Regions from separate parts of the Xenopus tropicalis genome. Here region 1 is linked to region 2. Evidence: chromatin contacts called from public Hi-C data. All regions are on one chromosome and are shown on one strand. Each heading gives the region's core, a stretch centred on a gene start, on an enhancer-like site or on the middle of the called end of the contact. The rest is flanking DNA. Distances are from core to core; before and after follow the strand shown. Region 1 has its middle 190 kb from the start of mir320. Region 2 has its middle 40 kb from the start of mir320.

Region 1 (5,614 bases), core at 1,499-3,998, 150 kb before region 2:
CTTTTTAAAACTAAAAATGCAGTCCCCTAGTGACCAACTGTGAAAAGTTTGGGGACCCTGGTGTTAATACTGTGAGAATGGCAGCAGATTGAATTTCCCCATTGAAAGTCAATAGGTAAACTCTGATTGGCTATTGGTGGCTCCGCCCACTTTTTCTTACGTTGAACCACAGTTACCTGGTGCCTAACTCTGCAAAGTTTGGGGACCCCGATGTTATTACTGTGAGAATGGCAGCAAGTTGGATTTCGACCAATAAATAGTTAAAAACTGATTGGCTGTTCACAGCTCCGCCCACTTTCGGGCATCCAACAATCATTATATTTTCATTTAGGCTGACCCCATGACTATGTGATTCAAGTTTGGGGAGTGTAGCCTCAAAGCTGTAAGATTGGCAGCAGTTTCAATTTCCCCATAAAAGTCAATGGGTGAAATTTGATTGGCTGTTGTTGGCCCCTCCCACTTTGGGGTCATCCAACAAATGTTGCTGTTTCATACGTGGTGACCCCATTATTATGTTATTCAAGTTTGGGGGGTGTAGCTTCAAAGCTGTAAGTGTGGCAGCAGTTTGAAAATCTTCCCTGTCAAAGTCAATGGGAAAATTGGGGGGTTCGGAGCGGCGCCACAAAAAGACGGGGGGCGGGATGACTTAGAAATGCACAAGCAACCTGCTCTGCTATAGGGCAAAGAAGTGTGGAGAGTTTGGGTGTTGTACCCCTAAAACTGTAGGAGGAGTAGCGTTTAGAAAATAGGGGGCGCTAAGAATAAGAAGCGGAAGAAGAAGAAGCGAAAGAATAAGCCAAAGTCGAAGAACAGTAGGTTGGGGGTTTCAACCCAACACAATGATAGGAAAACAGGTTAAAGAATATTAGCTGCAATACCACATTTAACCAGATTCAAAAACGTGCTCCGTGCTTTTCAATCGTACGGCTGCATGCATTACAGCAGGGCTCAACCTTTCTTACTCATGAGCCACAGTCAAATGTAAAAAGACTTGGAGAGCAACACAAGCATCATAAACGTTCATGGAGGTGCCAAATAAGGGCTAAGATTGGCTATTAGGCAGCCTCTATGCACACTGTCAGCTTACAGGACGCTTTATTTGGTAGGAAATCTTGTTTTTATTCAACCAAAACTTGCCCCCAAGTCAGGAATTCAAAAATAACTCCTTGGTTTGGGGGCACTGAGAGCAACATCCAAGGGGTTGGTGAGTAACATGTTGCCCCTGAGCCACTGGTTGGGGATCACTGCATTAGGGTTCGATCAGAGATTACTCCCAGGCCTCCATCTCCCCAGTTCCCCCGATTGGTTGCTTTTTAACTGCGCATTCGTGCAAGTGCTAAACCCAAGGAGGGCAGTGGTGCCAACAGATACAAAATCTCCCTCTGTGCAATTGTACTACAGGACTTCACATGGCCAATGCTAATGTAAAGGTACCTTGTACAGACCATCTATTTCTCATATTTCTTTCCACAAATAGGGAATGACCATGAAACAGGCCAAATAGTCAGGAGCAGGGGGCCCACTGACATCTGGGCCCACCGGAAGTTTTCCTGGTATCCTGATGGGCCAGTCCAACACTGGTCCCACAAAGATATATGATGTGGTACTAGCAAACCTTCCCTACCCTGCTGTGTAGGGCCCTGTGTACATGTATGACCTGATGTACCTTCTATACCCTAGCAGTGTAGGGGTCCCATGTACATGTATGACCTGGTGTACCTTCTATACTCTAGCAGTGTAGGGGTCCCATGTACATGTATGACCTGGTGTACCTTCTATACCCTAGCAGTGTAGGGGTCCCATGTACATGTATGACCTGGTGTACCTTCTATACCCTAGCAGTGTAGGGGTCCCATGTACATGTATGACCTGGCGTACCTTCCATACCCTAGCAGTGTAGGGGTCTGGTGTGCGTATATGACCTGCTGAACCTTCTGTAACCCAACAATGTAGGGGTCCCACACAGCGTCGGACTAGGAACCCAGGGGCCCACCAGAAAACCTTAGATCATGGGCCGGCTTTCCAAATTATTTTTACTCCTTTCCACACTCAACCTCTTTATTATCCTAATTTCTTTTATTTACATGCTAGCATCTATTCTTCCATCTATTTCTCATCTTTCTTTCCACAAATAGGGAATGACCATGAAACAGGCCAAATAGTCAGGAGCAGGAGGGCCCACTGACATCTGGGGAGTGTTCCTGGTATCCTGGTGGGCCAGTCCGACACTGGTCTCACAAACATACATGACTAGTCCTAGCAAACCTTCCCTACCCTAGCAGTTCGGGGGTCCCTGAAACATGACCTGTACACCCAGGCAATAGCACAATGAGTCCCTTACACAGAGCACAGGGCCCCTCACACAGGTATGCTTGGGTTCTATTTAATATAGAGGCAAAATACAAAAATGCTGCTTCCTATGCACCTCTATAAAATATATATGCGACACTGGGGGCCCTACACACCACTTTGTCCTGCTCTGCGGTTCCTGTGTGTTTACAATGTACTAGATCTTGCCTATCTCTGTAATAAAGCACCCAGCAATGCAGGTTTGTTTGTGTATATGTACGTATGTATATGAATTAACCATGCAGCGCAGGTGCCCTTTTTGACAAATGTTAAATCGCAGTATAATGCAGGGTCCCACGCAAAGATATATTTGTTCTCTAGCCGGCAGTGAAAGGGTTCTTGGCGGTGCCTGGAAGCGCAGCGGCCGGTAAGGTTGTGACCCTCTCTGGGCTGTTTCCAGGAAGCCTGGCTCCCCCAGCGCCGGTCACATGAAAGGCGAGCGGATCGATGCGCCGGCGGGGGAGGCTCCGAGCTCTGAGCCGTCTGGAGCTGTCGGCCGGGCGGATAGAGGCGGCTCAGGGGCTCCCGGCGGTGTGCGGCGGGGCGGCTTTAGGGGGGTGCGTGATACACGAGCAGCGATTGGGCGACTTGAAACTGCCAGAGACAAGAGAGGAAGCCGTGCTGGGATAGGGCCACAGGGAGTGCGCTAGAGCAACGGGGAAACGCGGGCTGGCAGGGCACTCGGCAATAGTGTACGGTCCGCGGCTTTCTGCTTGTGCCTGCCCTAACCAGACCGAATTGGGCATGAATCTGTTTTTGAGAGAATTTTTGTGAAGTTCGCATAAGCTATAAAAAGCCGCAGAATAATACGCAGTTATTCTGATATTTACATATAATTACTATTAGATCATTTCCAGCCGTGAAAGTGCCCTACTATTCTATATAATGTTTTATTGTAACGAGCACTATCTTAAAGTGATGTAAGGGACTTTTTAGTTATGGAATTGAGTGGGGTAATTAAGAAGGTCTGTTCACAAATGCAATGGGGTAGTAAGGAGAGGGTTAATTGTATTAGTGCAAACAGATCTGTGTTGGTACAGCCCTGGGATATTGTGCCTGCCCCTTGCAATGACCCCTCCATCCTCCGCAGTTGTAAGGACGCCACAGTTTTGCGTGAAAACTATAATTTCCTTCTTTTTTGGGCTTAGGGTTGCCACCTTTAATGAAAAAAAAATACTGGCGTTTTTTTTACTTTTTTCCCTATTAATAACATTGGTATCAAGCATCATTTTTACCTACCAGGGCAGTAAAATACCAGCAAGGTGGCAACCCTATTTGGGCTGTGCCCACAGTTTTTGATAGTTACTATCTACTGGGCAGGTAGTGGGGGTTGTTTGGGCCTCTGTGAACTGAAAATGTCAGGGGCTAATTTGAATCTCATCTCACCTTAAGTATGAGGTTGTTGGAAGAGAAAATGGCATTGGTTTAGCTGTGGTAGGTTAAGAGCATTTTGGGTGCTTGGCTGTTCTGAACACATGGGCCCTGTCTGTGACATGGGGCATGGTGAAAACCTACCTTAAGGTGGCACATTACAATGGGCAGCAATACACAGCCCTTGGCAACGTGAACCATTCATTGGATTATACTTAGGGTTGTCTCCTCACCCCTTTAATACCAGCCACATATTGAATCAACATCCTGCATGGCTAATTAACAATTAATTTAGATGCATTCTACATGGCTTACATAAATGAGTTCAGTCTGCAGCATGCACCTAAATGAATTGCTAATTAGCCATGCAGGATGCTGATGCAATATGTGGCCAGAATTAAAGGAGGCAGCCCTAATCGTGCTGTGGTGTGTGGTCCTATGAAAAACTGCTGGGCAAGGATCACATCATCACATTAATGAAGTCCTTGTGGGTCGGGATTTGCTAATCTGCCTGATAAGTATATGGGCAATGTACAGCTTGCTCTCAATTGGTCAGGTCAATTGGAGGCCACCCTAAAGTTAATTATGACCATGGCCCACCAAATTCTACTTCTATTTTACCCCCTTTCTTTGCTGTTCTTTGCAGAATCTGCCCCATGGTCCCCCGTCCTATCACTGCTACACCCCTTGCATCATCACCCAGACCCTTTTATGTCGCTACCCCAACCAATTGCTTTACAGCCCAACTGGTATGATTCTTATCCAAAGGTAGCACCTGGCAACCTTGTAAATGACCCAATAAACTGCTGATGGCATTTGTAGGGACTAAGTTCACAGCTTATATTGGCTCATGTTTGGCCTGCTTTAGTTACTAACTGGGATTAGCAAAGAAGAGGGGCAGGACATTAGAGCAGGAGTGCCATGGTCAGGCTGGGTACAGACAAGAGGATGAAACACTGTGCATAGAGAAAGATGGAGGCATCAAGCCAAAAGGAGGCTTTGGTTGTGAAGTGTTAAGGAGGCAATATATTAGGCAAATAAGGAGACGTTTAGCCTTTAGGGATATAGTGAAGAAGGAAAAGCAGGGTCAGACTTGGCCAGTGGGAGATCGGGAAAGAACCCAGTGGGCCCTGCTGGCTCAGCCCACTCCCCACCTGCAGCGCCTGTAGGCCCGCTCTCCAGCTCTGGCCCCCGCTGGCCCACTCCTCCCTCTCCCCCCACCTGTGAGCCTGCGCTCCCCCCTCTGCCCGTCTGGAACTGCGGGAGGGGAGGTGCAGTATGCGGGGCAAGGCCTGAGGTGGCCCAGGAGGGCCCCTGGCACCCCAGTCCAATACTGAGGAAAAGTATTAGTTGGGCTGAACTATAGAAATGAAAGGACAATGCAGTATTAACATGTGCAAAAGGAATTGATCAATATACATTCCCCTGTTTTATTAGTAATTTAGCCTCTGTAAGTGCATTTGTTTCCAAGAACTGTTATAAGGTTACAATCAGAAAAAATGCCAAGTCACCATACCATGGTTCTTTTATACGTTTGTAGTGAATCTGGTCAGATCTGCCACACCCCCATTGTAATTTCATTATATTTCCCTAGCCCCAGAGTGCTCCCACAGCCCCGTTTGTGCATGTACATGTGCATATTTAAGGCTAATTGCACATGGGTCAGTTTCTCTGCTGGCATAATGCAGAAAACATGTGCATCTTTTTGCAAAGTCACATCAAAATGGTATGAACATGCAAAAGAAGCAGTATTTCAAATACATGAATTTATAAAAAATTAATCATTTCAATTTTTTTAACAATTAAAGTCCACACTGCTAAATGCTTTTGGATAAAGTTCACCTACCCTCCCCCACTAAGTCAATGCAGAAATCAGCAGCAGTTACAAATCTTC
Region 2 (4,932 bases), core at 712-3,211:
GCCCCCAGACAATCCCTCTCAAAATATCCCTGTTTATCCAGTTTATGTTTTTATGACAATATTTTGGAGAACTTGCTTTCTTAGTTAGAAAACTGTAATCTTCTGTTTGCAGTAAAAGTGAAAAAAAATTAAAAATTGGTGTCACATATACAATCTAAACATATAAAACTTTGTGTTATTATTTTGAACTTAGTTGTTACATTAATGACTTTGAAACTGCATGATATAAGGGTGCAGATCACAGGATAACATAGGAATTGGTTGTCAGCATCTGAATACAATCAACCAGTTATCTAAATGATTATTTTCCTAATGGATCGAGTGAGATTAAAGTTGTAGTAAGAACCCAATAATGGGCTACTGATCTGACTATTGACTTGTGCATATGTATGTATACTCCTAGGGGGCGATATGAGTGATTTTTCTGCTTCAGAAAAGTTGCTGGTGGTTTTCGTAAGCTTTTTATCTTGGGCCCAAAAAGCAGTGATGCAGCACAGAAGTAAGGGTTTTCCTAAGATCTTATTAGCTGGGGTCACAACAATAGCAAGTAATTTTATAGGGATGTGGCAATTTGTCTTGTTAATTCTAAGCGATCATATAGCTGCTGAAACTGGAGAGCTAAATAATTCAGAATCCACAAAACACAATAAACAAAGACAAACTGCATATTGTCTTAGAATATAACTGTTTACTTTATACTTAAATGGCACCTATTGGGACAAAATTGGTCCCTTACCAAAGGTGTTCAATAGAGCCTGCATTGCGGTTAGAGGAAACAATACTGTTGTTTTGAAAAAATTGCCCCCCCCACCAGCGCTATGCTGCCCACACGTTGAGGGAGCCCCTGATGTGGGCAGCCATGTTTCCTCATGTACATGTGCTTAATGTTAAAGCCTCCTGGCTCGTTCATTATGCTTCCTCCCGGTGCGGCGTCACTGGTGGGACAGCAGTCTTTTCTAAAAATAGTACTCTATAGCAGGGGTGGCCAAAACGTAGATCGCGGTCCACCAGTCGATCCCCTGTGGATTTCTGGTGGACCGTGTCGAAGCCGGGAAATGCGGAAGTGGGGCACGTTTATTGGGTATGCGTACGTACGCTGCGTTCCATACATATGCAGGGAGGAGTCAAAAGTAGATTGCCAGTGGAAAAAGTCTGGGCACCCCTGCTCCCTAGGCTCTACAAGCCTGCACCTTCAGTGGAGGAAACAATTTGGCTACAATAAGTACCCTTTCAAGTTAATTTAAAGGTGAACTGCGCCTTTAATTTTTTTATGATGTGGAATGCAGCAATTAAACATTAAAGCTCAACCTAGCTGGAACATTTGGCTCATTACAACCCCTGAGCTTGCCTGTCTGGCAGTCTGGAGTTCAAGGGGCCCTGGGCATGGCTAGGGCCCCAATCAGAGGGAAGAAAGTAATGAAGTTTATAGCCAACCTGCAACCTCCAGATGTTGCTGATCTACAACTCTTAAATTGTTGATAACAGCCTTTGGCTCACGTTGGACATCATAGAAGTGAATGTTAAGAATATCTAACAGTTGTTACAAAATGATTTATTTTTGTCACCAAGGGGCCCCTTTAGCTAATGGGTGCCAGGGTAAATGCCCTTTCTGCCTGTCATACAACAGACCCTAGTCGCTGACTATATCCTTATCTGGGTGACCCCATGCCTACAAGTGAAAATTTGGCTCCCCAGCTGCGCCAGAGCACGTCCGATCGCCCCCTCCCCATGCGGTCAGACCTCACAGCTGTCAGATAAACCGTCTCTCTGTGCTACTGGGGGAGGTGATCTTCAGTGGGGTTGTCAGTGTCGCACACAGATATTCAGCTAACAATTCCCCTTTGAAAGCACTCAGGAAATGGGCAGGACTTGTCTCCTTCTGTCTGTTGACTGTGGTTTCAATGTCAGGGGCACGCCGGGCCCACTCCGATGGTGCTCAGCGGGTGAGGGGATGCAGGAGGGAAGCCCAGACTCCTTTCATAAGCACCTTGTTCCCCTGCCAGGGACCTCCCACTCTCTCTCTCTCTAGCACGACCAAGAAACTGTCAGCTTTATGTGCTGGAGTGTGGAAATTGCTTTGCTGCCAAATCCCTGAGATGAATAGGGAGCTTTCTTTTTAATAATTGCTATTAGGAGAACGTGTAAGTCCCAGGCTCCGGCTGGCATGGGGCCAATCTCCAGTCTCCTTCTCATCCCTGTAGTTCATTGCTCTCTCTTATCTGCTGTCTTCTCCCTTGCAAAGGGTTAACCGTTGCAAATAGGCAGCCCACCCCTGTCGTATCCAATTTGTAGTGTCAGGGAGGCTAGAGGGGCTTTAATTAATGTCTGTGCTCTGGTTTGAGGCTGCGTTCATGTGGCCCTTTTGGGTTTTCTGTGATTAGGAGAATTGATTTGAAGAGGAAATTACTTGGCGAGGGCGAAGGTGGGGAGGAAGGGGGGGTTGATAGTTTCAGAGAAGCCAGCAGATAATTGAAGGGGATAAGAGGGAAGTTGGGAGGAAGCAGCTTTTAGAGACAGTAATAAGGATCCATGTGAGAGAGGAATAAGTGAGGGTTTTGTGAAGCGGATGTCAGTGGTGCCCTGTGATGTGCAGCTTGTGGGTCCAAGCTTGGCATACAGTGGGGGCAGATGTGCAGCGAGCGGGGTTTTCTAAAGCCCAGATTTATGCTAGAAAAACTGACCTTTACCATTAAAGAGGTATAGAGCATAATGCTAATATGGCCATAGCGCTATATGGATGGAAAAGGTGGGTGCCCAACCAATAAAGTTACAAGATGGAAATGTTAGGATGAGAATCTCTTCCCCCTGTCCTGTCTTGTGCTTGTGATATAACCCAATATCATAATTTTATTAGGGGATGACAAAGTACTTGACTTTTATGACATGTCTGTGTGTAGTCTCTGATTAGCCAGATGCTCACCTATTTGGCATACGGACACTGATTTAATGCTGATGGATGACATTTTCGTGTATGCTGGCAGGCATACATAGCAGGTTTTGTAGTTTAATGTCTAAATAGGCATCATGCACAAAACCCATTTACCATAATATCTGTATCTAATGATGTACCCAGCCATTGTAAGCTGGCATGCACCTGCTTTTTTAGCCTCACCAGCTGACCATTGCTCTACTAACCAACAGCAACAGAGTTACTCCTATTCCGCCCTGATATATGCCATTATGCCACTGTGTTTTGCTGCAGTTCACAGTGAATCATGACATTTTTTATCAAATCATATGGAAAGTTTGTTTCATTGGAAACTGGTCTGCACTGGGTTGTGAGTGCAATGGATTTATCAGCTTGAACATACCATGCCCTCTAATTGCAACTCCCAACATCCAGCCATGTCCACAGGATGACTTCAAGATTTTACCATGAACAGTCTGTACCATGTGAGAAGACATGGAACAAAAGCAGTTCTGTCAACTATGGAGATGTGGGAGCTCTCAACTTATCATCTGTATGCATTTATGTGGAATTACAATCGTCCAGAATCTACACAATTACTTTTTTTTCTAGCACCCTTACAGATGGAGCACTATTTATAATAAAGGCTTTCTAAACCCCATATCAATTTACTTTGTTCCCATGGCACATCTCTAACATGCACTGGCTGTCACTTCTAACTCACCCTACAAGTCTGAACAGTCGTTATGTTCTCACTTTGTGACACCAGTTCAGCTCTCAGTGCAGCTGTAGACAGGCCACTAATTCTTAGTTTGGTAATGGTCACAATAGGTGTTGTGTGGTACCAGGAAAGCTGCTTCTGCTGTGTTGCCACGGTAACCAGAGATATTGCCTGAAGATAGGAAAGGGCAGGCATCCCATCTCCCCACTGTCTTAAGCTCCGGTAATAGAGTGATATTAGATGAAGGGAGATAATTATAGGTCACTGTGCCCTGTCTGGCAGGCAGTGTTCATAGAGGTTAAAGCGCAAGCTGCCATCATTAGGTGTAAGAATAAAAATAGTATGTATTTAAAAAAATCCATTTGCCACTTTTAGGTACTTAAAGGGTAATCAACTAACTGGGTTCCAGAAAATGATTACACTGCTTATACCTCTACAATAGGAAAACTAACTATAATCAATCTTAGATCATCTTTTAAAACAATCTTTGTTCCAGTTTTCACGCTCCAGAAATTTTAAAATCCTTTCTTTTCCACTTAAAATATATCTTAAATAGCTCATTTTCTCTACTTAAGACATGTCTACAATGTGTTTTTTTAACTACTGTAACCACCAGTTTATTGACAGCATATTTGCCATTTGAATGGATGAACCATACCATACCAAATGGCTCATATTTATTTTATGAACCAAACAGTACAATATTATACCAGATGAACAATACCATATCCTCAAATTGATATATTTGTATAATATGTTCTAATTACTTCAAAGTAATCATACCTTGACTACGGCAAACAGTTATGAACCTCTTGGACATTAATCCACCTGTGGTCTAAAGGGACCTTATACTTTTGTTGAAAAGGCTTCCCACAGCAGTATACCCCATTAGCATGTTTTACTGAACAGTTATAAAATAATTAGTGAAAGTGTGGGTTTCCACAAAGTACTATGTTTTACGTCCACATGCAAGCAGATGAATTGGTATCTAATGAAATTGATCCTACTGTGTAGAAATGTGCTGGGGAATTTAGATTGTAAGCTCCGCTGGGGAAGAGACTGATATAAATGATGAACGTTCTTTGTAAAATGATGTGTAAATATGTTGGCATAAATAGCTGGAAATACATTAAAAAAAGTAAAGCCTATTGACTCTTCAAATGTTAAAACCTGTGCGTGGCAGAGGTTACTGTGAACATTTGTAATCACTTCCCATTTTTGCCATGTCACAACGTCTGTGTGCCCAAGTCATATTAATAATAAAAAACTAGGTTGCGTTTTTTTTTTTTAAATAAGTTCTAAA

What was found. Hi-C and Micro-C count contacts between places; a contact is called where the count stands out from the background.
Region 1: a Hi-C map of liver shows a contact between it and region 2, with 4 times the contacts expected there. The contact joins two enhancer-like sites. A contact is called at or near these places in 5 of 5 Hi-C or Micro-C datasets (brain, gastrula embryo, liver and 2 more).

The regions. Positions count from the first base shown.
Region 1 is chr7:89,309,910-89,315,523 of UCB_Xtro_10.0, reverse strand. No RefSeq gene overlaps it. Among named protein-coding and RNA genes, the nearest start is that of mir320, 190 kb to the right of the region's middle. Within about 2 kb of position 2,748, at least 10 of the 11 cell types and tissues checked have an H3K27ac peak or open chromatin away from gene starts, as enhancers often do. A contact at or near this core is called in liver and neurula embryo, where this site is marked.
Region 2 is chr7:89,159,815-89,164,746 of UCB_Xtro_10.0, reverse strand. It overlaps a transcript of samd11 not described here. Among named protein-coding and RNA genes, the nearest start is that of mir320, 40 kb to the right of the region's middle. Within about 2 kb of position 1,961, at least 5 of the 11 cell types and tissues checked have an H3K27ac peak or open chromatin away from gene starts, as enhancers often do. A contact at or near this core is called in liver and neurula embryo, where this site is marked.